2 separate regions of the Salmo salar genome follow, and region 1 is linked to region 2. A link is a contact called in public Hi-C data. All regions are on one chromosome and are shown on one strand. Each heading gives the region's core, a stretch centred on a gene start, on an enhancer-like site or on the middle of the called end of the contact. The rest is flanking DNA. Distances are from core to core; before and after follow the strand shown.

Evidence for each region. A called contact is a pair of places that touch in the nucleus more often than the background predicts.
Region 1: a Hi-C map of muscle shows a contact between it and region 2, with 2.9 times the contacts expected there. The contact joins the promoter of LOC106569692 here to the enhancer-like site in region 2. A contact is called at or near these places in 2 of 3 Hi-C or Micro-C datasets (gill and muscle).

Annotation. Positions count from the first base shown.
Region 1 is chrssa14:39,700,723-39,707,013 of Ssal_v3.1, reverse strand. It overlaps LOC106569692 (myomegalin), which reads right to left and starts at 3,393. Exons shown (of 45, transcript XM_045694367.1): 1 at 3,140-3,393; 2 at 405-457. The coding sequence starts at 3,186.
Region 2 is chrssa14:39,442,779-39,449,466 of Ssal_v3.1, reverse strand. slc25a42 (solute carrier family 25 member 42) reads right to left here. Exons shown (of 8, transcript XM_045694357.1): 8 at 2,527-4,236. The coding sequence ends at 3,911. Among protein-coding and RNA genes, the nearest start is that of LOC106569685, 55 kb to the left of the region's middle. Within about 2 kb of position 2,741, at least 1 of the 13 cell types and tissues checked has an H3K27ac peak or open chromatin away from gene starts, as enhancers often do. A contact at or near this core is called in muscle, where this site is marked.

The DNA.
Region 1 (6,291 bases), core at 2,144-4,643, 260 kb before region 2:
AGGCTTTAACGAAACACGGCTTGTAACAAAAATAAATAGGCTTTAACGAAACACGGCTTGTAACAAAAAATAAAACATTTGCAGTAAACTGTAGCCTACCAAGAAAGTCATTGGTCACTATCTTCCTCCTCCTGTGCACTGAAACCACTGAAGTCATCTCCTTTCAAAAAAAATCCATATATTAGCCACGTCATTGTTTAAGCCGTGAGGTTCAAAGCGTGGGAAAAAAGTTGCGGCTTATAGTCCGGAAATTACGGTACTCACTACTTTACCCTGCAACGGGGTCAAACTTTTTGGACATTCAGGAAGTCAAAGCTTTTGGACATTCAGGAAGTCAAAGCTTTTGGACATTCAAGAAGTCAAAGGTTTTGGACTATCAGGAAGTTCAAATAAAGTGGCCTTACCTGTCATGTGACCTGTGCTCCTGGCTGAGGACTCCTCGTTCACAGCACCGTCCCTAAAACCCAGAGAGGGACACGGTGAATATGTGTACACACACACACACACACACACACACACACACACACACACACACACACACACACACACACACACAGAGAAAGATATTTGAGTCTCTCTGTGGTCAATATTGCCTTACAGATATAGTGGGACCATTTTGGGCATCACACTGTACCTGATACATTCTCAAACTGAACATAGGAATAGCCACAGGCACAAAAGGTCCCTGATTATTTTAGCAGTACCCCATTAACACCTCCATGGGAGAGGGGGAGATATTCAGGGTGAGGAAGGGTAAAGGATGATGGAGGTCAGGGTGGCATCCACATGGGGTCAGAGTTTAATCCAATCATGAGATTTCACAACTCTCTGCTACATCCAGCTACTCCCCCAAAACTAACATCACACAGCTGCTGCTATTCAGTATTACCCCCCATTTAACTAGGCAAGTCAGTTAAGAACAAATTCTTATTTACAATGATGGCCTACCCCGGCCAAACCCAGACGACGCTGTGCCAATTGTGCACCTCCCTATGGGACTCCCAATCACAGCCAGTTGTGATACAGCCTGGAATCGAACCAGGGTCTGTAGTGACACCTCTAGCACTGAGATGCAGTGCCTTAGACCGCTGTGCCACTCGGGAGCTGATAATTATAATGTTGCACAAAAAAAAGTTTGACAGGCCCACTGGGCTAAAAATGGACCAGCCCATCTGCCATTTGCCCAAAATGCCAGATGGCCAGACCGCCCCAAGAGGGACTCACCCTCACAGAGGAAAGGAAAACCAGCTTTGTAGCAGTACAGTAGTATTTCTGCAATTAATACCGTAACATTGCATTGTTGACTTTCCTAACAGGCAGTACAATAACAAGTTGACTAAAGTAGAAATAACTGCCACACATGCCACAATTCTTTGATTACATAGGCCTCCATCAGTTGCTGGTTCAGAAAATAACCTTGTTGTGTTTGGACAGCTGAGCTGCTGATTGCAGACTGGTGAGATGGTAGTTCACTGGCCCTGCTGGTGGGACATAAACAAAACAGTCTGGCCCTTTTCAGACCCAGGGCCAGCCCTAGCATTTCAGGGGCCCTAAACGAGATTTGTTTGGGGGCAGGGCCCCCACCTTGCGGGTAAATTATTTTAGTTGACGGTGGAGGGAAATGTTTTTGTTTTAAAGTGAATTTCCTGCAATTCTACACATTTTGCCATGGGGAGTAGAGAACATATTGCAGTTTTAAAGCAAACTTTCTGCAATTCTACACATTATGCCATGGGGTGGAGAGATGTTTAGCAATTTTATAACACATTTCATGCAATTCTACTAATTTTGCCATCGGGCAGAGACATATTTTGCAGCTAATTTCCTGCAATTCTACCAATTTTGCCAAGATTTATGCCATGTTAATGATATCTGAGTGAGAGTGACTACCTAAATCAACGGGGGTCCCCTGGAGATCATGGTCCCTGGGCCCATGCCCTTTGTGCCCGGTCAGTATTTGTCCATGATTAATACAAGTTTAAATAGCTGGCTAAACTAAGATTAATACAAGTTTAGATAGCTGGCTAAACTAACTTACCAATCTAAAAATGTTTAGTTGACATGGCTAATCAGTGACTGACATAACAAGAGAAAAAACACCCATGCACAACCAAATTTCGAAATTGAACCTTGTATATTCTACTATTACGAGGGGAGCCCTAAGTGACTGCGTATGTGCTTATGCTTGGTGCCTGCCCTGCTCAGACCCAAATTACTGTTAGCATAGGGGTTACAAACGCTAAATGAATTTTAAATAATAAAACCGCCCACTTTGATTCTCCCATGACTCACCAAATGAGGAACAACTGTGATGTTCAGGGCTGTGTGCATGTGCTCTAAATAACCGGACAATTAGGCTACAGTACATCACAGGAGCCATGCCACTGTTTCTTCCACACCTCCTTGAAGATAAAATACGGGCCTAACTGGTTCATCAGTTGCCACTGATTGTGTCTCTCTCGTCTTGTGAATTTATTGGGCTGCCCATCATCAAGAACCCCAGTTCCAAATTGGCAGAAACTATAAAAAGGATGCTGTAGTATGCAAATGCTACACATTGCGCACATCGGGTTGTCACGTGACTAGCAGGCCGTTCTATACCCCCCTATTGGTATAACCATCTGTACAACAGCAAACCATGTATTGATAAGTAAATGTATAGAAACCGCCTCAATCGTCTTTAGCTAGCCAAATAAACCATACGATGTAATTAATGACCTAATTGACATAGGCTATAGTTAGAGGACGACGGAGTTTATGACATGGTGTTCTTATTTATACAAAAGACAATATCAATAGGTACGTGCATCTTGTAAGGATGCCAATATATAGGCCAGAAATAGTCGGTTTGTGAATTTTGAGGATATGACGCAAATCAGCTGTCAACACCTAATAATTAGTCTGAGTATGTGTTAAGGGCAAGGCCTTAATTACATGTAAAGCGCTCGCATCAATTATTGTGGAGAACACAGGTCCAGTAAATATTTTCGATTTCACCCTCAATAATCACTGCAATTGTGAAACCACCACCTCGAAAATTAAACCTTTATTCCAAAACCCAGCCAACAATAATATTAGACTATTCAATCATTCCACTATTCAATCATTCAAGCCAGCATTCTAGAGCAATGTTTTTTACCTTTCAGACGCGCCCCAGGTCTGTCCTGGCGATGAGGTCCAATCCATATATTCCGTCAGTTAAAGGGTCACCTTGCGTGGTAACCCGTTTTTTTTATATCATCCTGCCAAGGCTGCCATCAGTCCATTTAAAGGTTCCGATAAAAAGGGAAATTGTCGGTGGTCAGTTTCCCAATCATTACTGCGTTTGGAAGTGGTTGGACCTCAAGATGATGCGCGCCTTGAAATGTGCCACCGATGCGGTTGGGTATTGTCATACACACCGCCCTCAGCCCCCACACACCCTTCCTCCAGCTCAACTATAGTCGCACGGTTGCCTCGAATGTTTCTAAGGTTCATGTTTTAGATAGAATGTCTAAATTCTGAATGATCAGAATACATCTTTTTTTAATGGGTAAATACAGCCTACTATAAGGCCATGTTTATGTGACTTTGCACTTTAGCCTAATTTCCCAAAATGTTTAGACCAAATGTCTTTCTTAAAAATTGAGAAGTGAATGTAGCTGTGGTAAAATAGGATACAGAAGATACGGGGTATCTCAAACCGTCCAATATGTTTACTATGGAATTTACATTTTTACTGTTTTGTTATTGAGATAATGTGAATGATGTATGTGTGTAATACATAATAGCCAACATGTGTTACTGTGTGCATGAAATGATATTGAGGTACATAGTAATATGTATGGTCCTACAGAATGTAATGAGTGTGGGTGTAGATGAGTTGTAATTTCCCTAAGAGGCACTAGATGACACTATAAGCTTTACAATGACTGTTTTACCTTCAACCTATTTTGGCTACTGTATAGAGTATCACAGTATGAGTCATAATACCCATAAAACCTAGAGGTCAAACAGGGAAATGGTTACAATCGTTTTTCCACCATTTCATTTTTCGTATTGAGGATTTTAGAAACACTTAAAATAAGGGCTGTGTTTCGTGTAGGCTTACCCTGGCGTGACGTTTTGATAACCGTGTAATTCTCTCTCGGACAAGGTGACTTTACCCCGGCTAAACGAGCTGTTATGCTACGTTTCATTCTCATTGCTATACTTCATAAATACTGCACTCTCAACTTCAAAACTGCTTAAAGTCATGTAACTACGAAATTCTTTCGAAAGAAACTTGAAAATGATTTATTGTTTTGTTGAATAGCCACAACGGTGGCGAAGGATATAATTTCAATGTTTCTTCCTCAGTTTTAAGATCCACCAGCATCATAGGTGTAAGGTTAGCTAGACGTTTCTGACTGGGCTTGGAACTGTGACAATGGGATATGTAGGGATTTTGCCAACACAGCCAGATATGTACACAGTCTTGTACCCTTAACGTTTTTTAAACTGACTATCTTGTTGATTACATAAGACTTTATTAGTATAATGAGTAATCCAAGAATATCACAAGTTAATTGACATGAGAAAACTTGCGCCAATGACTATAACAGAGATCCCACTCCTCCTCAACACTCTATTGTAACTTTGATATGCAGGGTTGGGGAGTAAGTTACATATAACTGATAAAAAAAACTGTGATCTCTTACTTTACCAGCAAAAATATTGTAATCAGATTACAGATACTTTTGAAAAACTAGATGGTTACTTCTAGGATTAGGCTACTTTTAAGTTCAGAAAGGATGTTTGCGGAGGAAAAACACGCAAGTTTAAATTTGTTCCACCTGAGCAAGTCTGACCACAAGTCAGAGACCATTATGATGACACACCAAATGTGTTTGATGGATGTCTGGAAAAGAGCAGTAATAGGCTTTTGTAGGCTACAGTCCAAACTATGTCTTCTCTCAGCATCCAAAGATTATGCATCCAATGTGAATAAACACTTGGAGGTAAAACGACAGCAGTGGTGTAGCCTACGGGCGATACGGTTATCATTAACATCTGCATAGCACAATGATTTAATCACACTGTTGCTCTCTCATTTAGCTTTTTGCGCCTTGCGGATGGATTGTGGTTGTTATGGATGGCTGTTCACAAATGTATATGTGTATTTTACCCCAATAATGGTTGAATTGAAGAAGTTTAAGATGCCTAACAATCATTGTTTTTGCGACTAGTAGACAGCCAGTTAAAGCTGCAATACAGTGCATTCGGAAAGTATTCAGACCCCTTCACTTTTTCCACATTTTGTTACATTACAGCCTTATTCTAAAATGGATTTAATACCCCATAATGACAAAGCAAAAACAGGTTTTTAGAAATGTTTGCTAATTTATTAAAAATAAAAAACAGAAATACCTTATTTACATAAATATACAGACCCTTTGCTATGACATTCGAAATTGAGCTCAGGTGCCTCCTGTTTCCATTGATCATCCTTGAGATGTTTCTACAACTTGATTGGAGTCCACCTGTGGTAAATTCAATTGATTGGACATGATTTGGAAAGTCACACACCTGTCTATATAAGGTCAGACAGTTGACAGTGCATGTCAAAGCAAAAATCAAGCCATGAGGTTGAAGGAATTGTCCGTAGAGCTCCGAAACACGATTGTGTCGAGGCACAGATCTGGGGAAAGATACCAAAAAATGTTTTGTCCCCAAGAACACAGTGGCCTCTATCATTCTTAAATGGAAGAAGTTTGGAACCACTAAGACTTCCTAGAGCTGGCCGCCCAGCCAAACTGAGCAATCGGGGGAGAAGGGCCTTAGTCAGGGAATTGACCAAGAACCCGATGGTCACTCTGGCAGAGTTCCTCTGTGGAGATGGGAGAAACTTCCAGAAGGACAACCATCTCTGCAGCACTCCATCAATCAGGCCTTTAAGGTAGAGTGGCCAGACATAAGCCACTCCTCAATAAAAGGCACATGACAGCCAGCTTGGAGTTTTCCAAAATGCACCTAAAGATTCCTCAGATCATGAGAAACAACATTCTCTGGTATGATGAAACCTAGATGGAACTCTTTGGCATGAATGCCAAGTGTCACGTCTGGAGGAAACCAGGCACTGCTCATCACCTGGCCAATACCATCCCTACGGTGAAACATGGTTGTCACACTCTGATCTGTTTCACCTGTCTTTGTGCTTGTCTCTACCCCTTCCAGGTGTCGCCCATTTTCCCATTATCCCCTGTGTATTCATACCTGTGTTCTCTGTTTGTCTGTTGCCAGTTCGTCTTGTCTTGTCAGGTCTTACCAGCG
Region 2 (6,688 bases), core at 1,492-3,991:
TTTTACAGAAGGTTCCATTTTGATCTTGGGTTGCGCTGGGTATGATGAACCTGAGGGGGATCGTGCCAGTTCAGTAGTCATGTAGCACACTCTAGTGGCCACTCAAGTTCATGTCATGCTTTCATCCTACTTGAAACATTTACAAATTATTTGTACACCACTTACATCAGAACCTTTTAAAGAGAAATAAAATGTATATTTTTGTATTTTAGTAGTTATACAAAACATCAGTAGTAGTAGTAGTAGTAGTAGTAGTAGTAGTAGTAGGGAATGTCAACATCCAGGTTTATTTAAGAGAATTTCATGTTCTTCATATGAACACCATCACTAAAGACTGAACACAGATCATATGCATTAGTTTCATATACATTCTGTTGGCACAAATCATTACAATTTACAAAACAGTCTTATGTTCATCAATGCATAAAAAAACAGTCACATGCATGAATACTGTTTGCAGGTCTGTAAGTATTGTCTCAGCAAGAGATGGGCTAAAAATATTTTTGCTTCCATTTTTTTAATCTGCATTAGGTACATATAAATCCCTCCTGATTCATAAAAAGCACACACACATCTTTCAGAATAGAGTTCACTTGAATTGAGAATCTGTTTGATTATTCAGTCTTGCTGTAGGCCACATCAAACTCAATCTCAAAAACAACTTGTGCATTCATTTTATAAATCTTGACTCAGAAAACAATCCAAACCAATGGCGCTTGGACACTGCTTGACTGTTCAAGGGGTTTCTGGTTCACTGATCATTTCGTCAATGCAACTGTTTTGAAGGTGCTAATAGGATACATTAGTGTACTTTTTAGGAGGACTCCCAATGGGGAATCCACAAGTAGCAAGGGAGAGAGTTCGAGAGATCATTTGTAATTGTGTTAGGTACTCAATTGTGACCATCATCGTTGAGAAGTATTGGTACAACGCGAGAGAATGATCCTGGATGAATACCTCCTTCGTATTGGAGCAGGGCCAAAAGCTCTACATTCATACTTAGAAGTTTGACCCCTGAACTCCAAAGCTACTCATCAATTTTCCTCCTCTATTTTATTATAAACATCTGATATATGAAAAACACAGGCCTGACGAGAAAAAGGAAGCAACCCACAAAAAGTTAGCGACGCAGTATATCAGTCATTGTAAAACAGTTACTACTCCTCTCTTAGGCACTTCAAATAATCAGTAACAAGAGCTGGGACTTAGTCACATATCACATTTTGCAACCAAGCGCACTTACTATAATAGAGCACAGCACACACAACAAAACCTCAGTCGGCCTGGGTAGGCTGAAAGGTAGAACGATGAATGCACACAGATCTAGGGTCAGTTTTACATTAGCTCCCGCTGAAAATGATGGTTAGAATTTGAGAAGTTAAGCTGATCCTGGATCTGTGCCTAAGGGCCAACTTGAACCGGGAGCAGGCAGACAGTAGCTGTAAAAGGTATACAGGACACTAGTGCAACCAACTGTGTTGTGAAGACTAAGAGAGTGCAAGCGCCACAGAACACCACACCCAGAAAAGCTGTACAGAGTAGAGGAGGGAAGTCTGTCTCATTTTATTGGAGGGGTTTCCTTTTATGGGGTAGCTGTGGGATAGCACTCCCCAATCCAGATACTGGAGGGGCACTGTACAGCTGGCTTTCACTCAGACCGCTCTCTGAGTGGACTACTAGGAAGGCTTGTGCTTTATCAAAACGTGCACTGAATGACATCACCTGAACGTTATGAGGTGTGTTTTTAATAATAGTGCTGCAATGACTAATAAGATGCAGATGTCAATCCGGATAAATCTTATTTAAAAATTCATATTTCTGAACAGAAATGATAGCCAGTACGCAGTGGTCCTATAGAAGCAGAATCAGGGAGTGCTGGGGCAACTCAGAGGAGCAAACTTAAGATGCCAGACACTCCGACCAAACTTAATCCTTCTTTATCAAGTCCCACCCCTACATCCCCCCGCCTCTACGTCACCCCCCCTCCCAGCACCACGTCACCCCCCCCCTCCCAGCACCACGTCAGCCCCCCTCCCAGCACCACGTCACCCCCCCTCCCAGCACCACGTCACCCCCCCTCCCAGCACCACGTCACCCCCCCTCCCAGCACCACGTCACCCCCCTCTCCCAGCATCACGTCACTCCCCTACCAGTACCACGTCACCCCCTCTCCCAGCACGTCACCCCCCTCCCAGCATCACATCACCCCCCTCCCAACACCACGTCAGCCCCCCTCCCAGCATCACGCCACCCCCCTCCCAGCATCACGTCACCCCCCTCCCAGCATCACGTCACCCCCCTACCAGCACCACATCACCCCGACCCTATATCACTCCACTTAGCTCAATATACAACCCCCCCAGCTGTCCTCCCTACTGCTGACAAGGCAGAGCCCCAGGCAGCCAGCCAGCCAGTCAAGCCTGTAGCCAGGCTAAAGATAGAACTGGACACTATTAAAATATATACCAGTGGCCTGTTTTAGTACTGTGGACGTGTTACACTGACAGACTGCTGAGAAACATTCTATTGGCTGTTAGGTTAACCCATATATGTCAGTTAGTTCAACTCATTTTCTGCAGGTTAGTAGGTCAGTGAAAAAACAGCTGTGTATTGTCACTCACTGTATTCATTGCACTCCGAGTGTACAAAATATTAGGTTCACCTCCCCAATATTATGTTGCACCCCCTTCTGCCCTCAGAACAGCCTCAATTTGTCCAAGGCATGGACTCTACAAGGTGTTGAAAGCGTTCCACAGGGAGGCTGACCCATGTTGATTCCAATGCTTTTCACAGTTGTGTCAAGTTGGCAGGATGTCTTTTTGGGTGGTGGACCGTTCTTGATACACACAGGAAACTTGAGTGCGAAAAACTCAACAGCGTTGCAGTTCTTGACACAAACTGGTGCACCTGGCACCTACTACCATACCCTGTTCAAAGGCACTTAAATATTTTGTCTTGTCCATTCACCCTCTGAATGGCACACATATACAATCCATGTCTCAATTGTCTCAAGGCTTAAAAATCCTTCTTTAACCTGTCACCTCCCCTTTGTCTACACTGATTGAAGTGGATTTAACAGGTGACATCAAGGGATCATAGCTTTCACCTGGATTCACCTGGTCAGTTTATGTCATGGACATGTTTTGTACACTGTGTATATTTCTTGTGAGAACTTCACTGTACCAAAGAAAATATGTTATTAATATCAATCTTCTCTAGTCATAAATCATTATTAATTACAATGCCCCTCTTGTATATACTTTGGTATAACTCATTAAACAAAAATCATCAACCAAACAAAACTAAATCTCATGGGGGTACATTGTGGTTTGATAAAAGACAAATCCAACTCATGTGGAAGGAGATAGATAGGAACAACTCATCTGATCCAGACTGTTGGAAGATCCCCTCTTCAAGTAGGGACGCAAGGCAAGGGAGACACCCGGAAGGTGTGCGTTGTCTGTCACAGTCACACACACAGTCTCTCACACACACACACAGGTAACCTAGACCTTTACATATGCAGATCATTGTGCATTTTGAATAACTGAACATATTGCACCTGAACACGATGTACAGGATGACAGTGTATATTATGATCCACCCAATGTACCTCTTATGAGACTTCATGCCTCCATGTACATACACAAAGTTGAAGACATTCATTGCACACACTGTGTGTGTGTGTGTGTGTGTGTGTGTGTCCACAGTGCTGACCTGGATCACTCAATCACACATTCCCCAATCCATCATGCCTTGACCTTAGAAAGCGACAACGTTTTTTTTTCTCATCCTGGCCTTCACGTCGTTTGTGCTGAGGTTCTCATAGAGCGACTGTCCTGCTATTATCTATGGTCTTCACTCCCTGGCCGTTGCCTTCTCCATCTCTCCACCAGTCTCTCCCTACTGGTTACCTGTTATTATACCTCAGCTGGTACAACTTCTTCAGAAGGATCTGTGTCATGTCAAAGGTGGTGAAGCTGATGCCCACAGCGATGGGCCCTTTGACCCAGTTCATACTGAGGCCCTTGTAGAGGCCACGCACCACGCCCTCCTCCGCCACGATGTCCCGCATGGTACCCAGGATGGTGCCGTAGGTGTGCCCCGTCACGCCCGCCGTCTGCATGCGCCGCCGCACCACATCCAACGGGTAGGAGGCCGATTGGCCCAGGAGACCTGCGCATGCCCCGAACACCAACCTCTCGTACGAGTAGGGCTGGGGGCGACCGCTCCGCTCTGGAGAGAGATGGAGGGAGTGAGTGAGTGAGTGAGTGAGTGAGTGAGAGATGGAGGGTGAGAGATGGAGGGTGAGAGATGGAGGGTGAGAGAGAGGGTGAGAGATGGAGGGAGAGAGAGGGTGAGAGATGGAGGGAGAGAGAGGGTGAGAGATGGAGGGAGAGAGATGGAGGGAGAGAGATGGAGGGAGAGAGATGGAGGGAGAGAGGGTGAGAGATGGAGGGAGAGAGGGTGAGAGATGGAGGGAGAGAGGGAGTGAGGGGAGATGGAGGGAGGAGGAGGAGGAGTGAGGAGTGAGATGGAGGGAGGGAGGGAGGGAGTGAGATGGAGGAAGGGAGGGAGGGAGTGAGATGGAGGGAGGGAGTGAGATGGAGGGAGGGAGTGAGATGGAGGAAGGAGGAAGGAGGGAGGAAGGAGTGAGAGATGGAGGAGGGAGGGAAGGAGGGAGGGAGGGAGTGAGAGATGGAGGGAGTGAAGGAGGGAGGGAGGGAGTGAGGGAGTGAGAGATGGAGGGAGTGAGAGATGGAGGGAGGGAGGGAGTGAGTGATGGAGGGAGGAGGGAGTGAGAGAGGGAGGGAGTGAGTGAGTGAGAGAGGGAGGGAGTGAGAGAGGGAGTGAGTGAGAGAGTGAGGAGTGAGGGAGTGAGATGGAGGGAGTGAGATGGAGGGAGGGAGGGAGGGAGGGAGTGAGATGGAGGGAGGGAGTGAGGGAAGGAGGGAGGGAGTGAGAGAAGGAGGGAGGGAGTGAGGGAAGGAGGGAGGGAGTGAGAGATGGAGGGAGGGAGTGAGAGATGGAGGGAGGGAGGGAGTGAGAGATGGAGGGAGGGAGTGAGTGAGAGATGGAGTGAGAGAGGGAGGGAGTGAGAGAGGGAGGAGTGAGAGAGGGAGTGAGAGAGGGAGTGAGAGAGGGAGGAGTGAGAGAGGAGGGAGTGAGAGAGTGAGAGAGGGAGGGAGTGAGAGAAAGTGAGGGAGATGGAGTGAGAGATGGAGTGAGAGATGGAGGGAGTGAGTGAGAGAGGGAGGGAGTGAGGGAAGGAGGGAGGGAGTGAGAGAAGGAGGGAGGGAGTGAGGGAAGGAGGGAGGGAGTGAGAGATGGAGGGAGGGAGGGAGTGAGAGATGGAGGGAGGGAGTGAGTGAGAGATGGAGTGAGAGAGGGAGGGAGTGAGAGAGGGAGGGAGTGAGAGAGGGAGTGAGAGAGGGAGTGAGAGAGGGAGGGAGTGAGAGAGTGAGAGAGGGAGGGAGTGAGAGAGTGAGAGAGTGAGAGAGTGAGAGAGTGAGAGAGAGTGAGGGAGATGGAGTGAGAGATGGAGTGAGGGAGAGAGGGAGGGAGGGAGTGAGAGAGGGAGGGAGGGAGAGAGGGTGAGAGGGTGAGAGAGGGAGAGAGAGGAGAAGATGAGGGAGGAAGATAGAGGGAGGGAGTGAGAGATGGAGGGAGTGAAGGAGGGAGGGAGGGAGTGAGGGAGTGAGAGATGGAGGGAGTGAGAGATGGAGGGAGGGAGGGAGTGAGTGATGGAGGGAGGGAGGGAGTGAGAGAGGGAGGGAGTGAGTGAGGGAGTGAGTGAGAGAGTGAGGGAGTGAGGGAGTGAGATGGAGGGAGTGAGATGGAGGGAGGGAGGGAGGGAGTGAGATGGAGGGAGGGAGTGAGGGAAGGAGGAGGGAGTGAGAGAAGGAGGGAGGGAGTGAGGGAAGGAGGGAGGGAGTGAGAGATGGAGGGAGGGAGTGAGAGATGGAGGAGGGAGGGAGGGAGTGAGAGATGGAGTGAGAGAGGGAGGGAGTGAGAGAGGGAGTGAGAGAGGGAGTGAGAGAGGGAGTGAGAGAGGGAGGGAGTGAGAGAGTGAGAGAGGGAGGGAGTGAGAGAGGGAGGGAGTGAGAGAGTGAGAGAGTGAGAGAGTGAGAGAGGTGAGGGAGATGGAGTGAGAGATGGAGTGAGAGATGGAGGGAGGGAGTGAGAGAGAGAGGGAGGAGTGAGAGAGAGGGAGGGAGAGAGGGAGGGAGGAGAGAGGGAGGGAGGAGGGAGGAGGGAGAGAGGGAGTGAGAGAGGGAGAGGAGGGAGGGAGAGAGGGTGAGAGAGGGAGGAAGATAGAGGGAGGGAGTGAGAGATGGAGGGAGGAGGGAGGGAGAGAGGGAGGGTGGGAGAGGGTGAGAGAGGGAGGGAGAGATGGAGGGAGGGAGAGATGGAGGGAGGGAGAGGGTGAGTGGGAGGGAGAGGGTGAGAGATGGAGGGAGAGATGGAGGGAGAGGGGGAGAGATGGAGTGAGAGAGGGAGGAGTGAGTGAGAGAGTGAGAGAGGGAGGGAGTGAGAGAGTGAGAGAGGGAGAGAGGGATGGAGTGAGAGAGGGAGGGAGTGAGAGAGGGAGGAGTGAGAGAGGGAGGGAGTGAGAGAGGGAGGAGTGAGATGGAGTGAGAGAGAGTGAGGGAGATGGAGTGAGAGATGGAGGGAGTGAGAGAGGGAG